Linked DNA regions of Mus musculus: region 1 is linked to region 2. A link is a contact called in public HiChIP or PLAC-seq data. All regions are on one chromosome and are shown on one strand. The core of a region is the stretch at or near the end of the contact, and the rest is flanking DNA. Distances in the headings are between cores, read along the strand shown.

Region 1 (2,700 bases), core at 109-2,608, 240 kb after region 2:
GTTCTTTTGAAGATTCCATCCTTGGGTCTCTTGACTTCTCACCAGCAGGATAAACTGAAGGGCTACAGGTTTTCTTTGCTTCCTGATGTCCATCCAGGTCCCAGCCAGAATCCAAGCAGCTGTGGAGATGTTCAGTTCCCTTTGGTCTCTTGGTCACCATAGAACATGTCTGTTTCCCAAGCCATCAGGCTACTTGTAAGCAAGAGAACATTAGGAACGACAGCTGGCTGAGGCATCTATAGTCTGAGTTCTCATCTTGACTGCTACTGGCCAGTTATCACTCACTAATACGTTGATATCTCACTCTTCCAAAGAGGCTCTAAAGTTTCTTTATAACTATAGGAAATAAAAGTAGAAATTATGAAGATAGTAGGGGCAGGGAAAACAGACTCAAGAATGACAGCAAAACAAATATAAACCGTTTGAGTAGTTCTTTCTGGCCACATTTGACCTTGAGTTTCCTAGCCGTTGGGGGAAACAAAGAAATGCCTCAGGTGAATGACATTATCTCTAAATCTGAGTTTCACTGTGGCTAAAATGAAACTAAAAACACTGACATCATAGGATCGCCCTAAGGATGAAATGAAGGTGGAATGTGAAATTCTTAAGTGTAAATATCTTATGGTAGGATCTGAGTTTAGGTGTGTGAATGTGTGTGTGTGTGTGTGTGTGTGTGTGTGTGTGTGTGTGTGTGTACATCCACACATGCGTGCACACAAGCATGCATGTATGTAAGAGGACTGTATCATATGTCATTCCCCAGGAGCTGTCTACCTTGGCTGTTGAGATAGTTTCCTGGTGCCTGGAGTTCACTGAATAGCCTAGGCTGGCTGGACAATGAATCCCTTTCTGTATCTACCACCCTTGCACCAGGGTTATAACCACATGCCATTATGCTTGACTTCTGTATGTGGCTTCAGATCCTCATACTTACAAGGCAAGCACTTTGCCCTTACCTCCCCAGCCCTGTGTACTGCCTCAGAGCTCATATCCCTTTCTCAGTGTGGTACAGGATAAGCCACGTGGATGCATGGTTAACTCTTACTCCAATGGACATGTGCAGAAGGAGAACTTGTCTCAAATAGGATGGCAGGTAAGGACAAAAATGCTCCTCTGTGTCTGTCCTTATTCCAACCCACTTGCCAGGAAGAATGGACCTCGACGGAGCAGAACTGCAGAGTTGGAAGGGAACAAGCTGAGCCCATCAACATCTCTTTTCAGGATGGTGGTGGGGAATGAGTTAGAGTTGATGTTCTCACTCCATTTTTTTCTTAAAGGACTCACTCAGAGGAGGGTACAAAGACGAGATTAAGCTAAAGGGGACAACACTGCTTTATTTATAGCTTAAGGAAGTGAAAGTCAGTCTGCGCTCTGGCTCACCGTTGCTACACACTCAGCCACCCGAGGATCCTCTATGCCTCTCCTCCCCTCTGCTGGCCCTGGCAAGCCAGGCCCTTGCCACAGCACAGCCAACAGCAAGAGCTCAACTACTCTATACAACGGACTGCTGTGAGAAGAGAATCATGGTGGAGAGGAATGTAGGGTTTGAAAGGGTCTTGTTTTCCTAAGTGCTTCTATGTTTTGACACAGCATCTTCTTCAAGCCCATCTCTGGGCTATTTAAAACATGGAGAGGAGTTGCCTTCCAAGTGTGCACATGTGCTCTGGAACCTCTGTGGAATACTGGTTTATTTTGAGCGGCAGTGTTTGACACTCTGATCCCAGGCCAAGGTCATCATGAGGCCTTTTTCTGCCTGTTCCCGAGCAACTGACAGCCTACATTCATGGCAGTGAACATGAGTGAGGAGCTCTCAAGCTAGTTCTGATGAGGCTACACCAGCTGAATGGTTACAAGAACCTTTGCCTGTCCACCTTCATTCTCGTGTCTCATTGGCCAGGGCAAATGCGTATTATTAGCCACCACCTTATTTGCAAGATCATGCAGAATAATGAGTAGGCCAGCCTACTCAAGGTCATGGTCATAAGCTCACAAAGGTACCAGACCTCATGCTCAGCATTGCTTCTTTGATACTGTTACATTCTACTTTTTTGGGAAGAAAGAAGGGATCACTGAGGAAGAAACAACTGATTGTAAACCCCAAACTAGTCAACAAATTAGAGACAAACTTTATTTCCTCCAGTCTGTGGTATGGTCATTCAGTGGCATCTCTGGTGTCACCAATTGCATTAGCAGAGTGCATATCAGGGAGAAGAATGCTGACTTGCATTTTCTGGGTGGGGTTAGTACAACATGGCAAGCCTGAACTGTTCGTGAGGTCTTTAGCAGCAAAACCTGCCTCTCTGTGCTTCCTCTCTTCTTTGTCCCATTTCCCTTTCTGAGTTGGTCACTTGGGGTGCTCAATTCCATGCACATCTGTGTGCACTTGAGATCTGAAACCCCACCAGCTGCAGAAGCATGCCACTCATTGTCATTTTTGGAAACCAAAAATGACCGGTCACACAACAGTGATTAGATAAAGCTTGTAATTAGTGTTTGCTGTAGTCAGCGACGTGGTATTTTAGGGACAAACAGCCACTCGGTGCTACATATAGCTTGGAATTTGTGGGTTTGGTATAACCCACCATTGTATGGTCAAGGAAGCAAAGGAGAAAGGGGAGACAGAGAATAGATAAAAGGAGAGAGGTTAGGAAGGCCCCTCCCACCAACGGACTTAAAAGGTTAAAGGACCCACAGAACTTT
Region 2 (2,750 bases), core at 120-2,619:
CAGAGTACACATGAGGCTGTTGGTGCCTAGAAGGGTACATACATGTACACACACACACACACACACACACACACACACACACACACACGCACGCACACACAGATATACACACAGATACACACAGAAATACACAGATACAGACACACACATAGAGATTCACACAGACACACACAGATAAATACAGGAACATAAATACACAGATACATAGATACAGACTCATACAGCCACAGACACTTACACACACACACACACACACACACACACACACACACACACACACACACACACACCCTGCAAATTAGTGGAACAGAGAAGTGGAAAGTGTCTTAAGAAGAATCCTAGAGGGCTTCCTGGAGGAAGATGTGACCTGACTTGTATAATGTCACTCTTTATGGAAAGGTATCAGATAGGGAGTAGAGCACAGAAACAGCTAGGCTTTTCTCTTAGTTAGGGTTTGACTGCTGTGAACAGACACCATGACCAAGGCAAATCCTATAAGACAACATTTAATTGGGGCTGGCTTACAGGTTCAGAGGTTCAGTCTATTATCATCAAGACAGGAACATGGCAGCATCTAGGCAGGCATGATGCAGGAATTGCTGAGAGTTCTACATCTTCATCTGAAGGCTGCTAGCAGAATACTGGCTTCCAGGCAGCTAGGATGAGGGTCTTAAAGGCCACACCCACAGTAATACACCTACTCCGACAGGGTCACACTTTCTAATAGTGCCACTCCCTGGCCCGCATATACAAGCCATCATAGCTTTGTGGCCTTCAGAGAATGGAAAATGTGAGAATTCATTCAGAAGAGACTAGGTAGGAAGGCTGGGACCAGATGACTGTGTTGGGTTTGCTCTCTACAAATAGGGAAGCTACAGAAGACGTTACCAGCTCTGCCTAGAGCTTCTCAAAGCATGGGTACTGCAGGTCACTGGGTCAGCTTATAAAAGGACAGATTCTAATCCCTTGTGGGTAGGATGTGTTGGCAACCTGAATTTCTAACAAACATACTGGTGATGTGGCGGGAGACTTGCTGAGTCTATGGGTACCTGGATTATCCTTGGAGTAGAAAAATACTTTTATTTTAATGAAAAACTTAAAAATGCACTATGCATATAAGTATGTACAAATGTGCATGTGTGCAGAGGCATGAGGCTAACCTTGAGTCTCATCTTCAGGTACTATCCACTCTCTTTCTTTTTGACGTGCTGCCCCTCCTTGACCAATTAGGCTGGACTGACTAGCCAGCTAGCCCTGGGAACCCTCCTGTATCTACCTCCCCATCACCTGGATTACAAGTACCACCATACCGAGTAGTTTTCTGTGAGCTCTGAGGATTGAATCAGATCCCCACACTTGCAAAGGTGACGACTGAGTCATCTCCCGAGTCCAGGAAAGTTTTAAGTAGTTCTTCTTCAAGCCAGTATGGGGGCAGGGATGATTGGGGTTGGGAGTTGTGTGGCTGTTGTCAGGAAAAGCATCAGACAAGGCACAGACTAAGTGTCAGCTATCTAAGAAGACTGTAGCTTCTCCTGTCAGCCCCTACACATGTCACCCTTTGGGTTTTTCTCATCCATAAGAAAACCCAAGGAAGGTGCGGGAGGGCTCAGCTTAGCTCCCATCTCTACAGAGGGCAGCCTTCAGCAACTGCCATCTTGATGCCCATGGGAAATGGTCAGGAGTGACTGTTGTTTGCTCCATCACAGGACGTGAAGTGATTCTGAGAGCAGAAAATATGACTGCCTTCCATGCTGTGGTAAAGGCTGAAAACCACAAACACAGTCTCCTAGGCTGTGACCAGCTGCCCCAGCGGTTTCTGTGACTGTTGGTGAAGTCTTCATTCTTGTCATCTGTGAGCAGAAGTGTGGTGGCAGTTGCCAGAGGTTGGGGGTGGGGTGAGGGGGGGATCATGGGAGAATTTACATTTGAGAAAATTCCATTCATTGACTTAATTATTTCTGGGAATTCAGAAAAGACCACCATGATCCTCCAGCCACGAAAATGCTAGGGCTGGCCTTACAAGTACCGGAATCTTGCAGCAGCAGCTTTTAAGAAACCCTGAACTATGCAAATTTTTAGCCTGAATAGTTTTCTTTTGTATGTGATATTTTGGAAACTTTAAATAGTGCTATGGTATGAGATAGTTCAGGGGCTTCTAATGGAATTCTCTTGGCAGAGTGCTCCCCTAGCAGGTATTAGATGCTGAGTTCCCATCCTATTACCACACTAAGATGGTGTGGTAGTGACACCTATAACCCCAGAACACAGGAGATGGAGGCAGGAGAATCCAAAGTTCAAGGTCATCCTCAAATACTTGTGCAATCTGAGGCCAGCCTGGTCTACACACTGTAAAACAAAACCAACAACAAATCAGACAAAAATAACTAGCTAGTTTTTGTTATAGCCATGTAAAGTAGTTAGCCCAGAGTGAATACAGTCAAAACCAGTAGGGACTTGGCATAATTTCCTGTTTTTAATTTAAAAAATTGAGTCAAGGTCTCAAATATGTAATGTAAATATACACAGGATGGCCTCAAATATGCTATGTAGCCAAGGAAGACCTTGTACCTCAGATGGTCCTTTCTCCTTCTATCAAGGGCTGGGACTTGAGGGATGAACCACCATTCCAATCTGGAATGGAACCCAGAGCTTTGTGCATTGTAGGCAAGCTTTCTCCCAATTGAGCTACAACCCTGGTGCACCACACTTACTGTTTCATATCAGACTTCATCCCTAGATAGTCTTATCTA

Evidence for each region. HiChIP or PLAC-seq counts read pairs in DNA pulled down with a chosen protein or histone mark.
Region 1: a contact with region 2 is called in an H3K27ac HiChIP or PLAC-seq map of large pre-B cells, with 2.4 times the contacts expected there. The contact joins two enhancer-like sites. A contact is called at or near these places in 2 of 115 datasets of contacts at active chromatin or transcription factors (bone marrow-derived dendritic cells and large pre-B cells).

What each region holds. Positions count from the first base shown.
Region 1 is chr4:55,822,848-55,825,547 of GRCm38.p6, forward strand. No RefSeq gene overlaps it. Among named protein-coding and RNA genes, the nearest start is that of Gm34482, 130 kb to the right of the region's middle. Within about 2 kb of position 1,359, at least 34 of the 459 cell types and tissues checked have an H3K27ac peak or open chromatin away from gene starts, as enhancers often do.
Region 2 is chr4:55,584,647-55,587,396 of GRCm38.p6, forward strand. All of the region lies in intron 1 of Gm12506 (a long non-coding RNA gene), which reads left to right. All of the region lies in intron 2 of Gm12511 (a long non-coding RNA gene), which reads left to right. Among named protein-coding and RNA genes, the nearest start is that of Gm12511, 14 kb to the left of the region's middle. Within about 2 kb of position 1,370, at least 28 of the 459 cell types and tissues checked have an H3K27ac peak or open chromatin away from gene starts, as enhancers often do.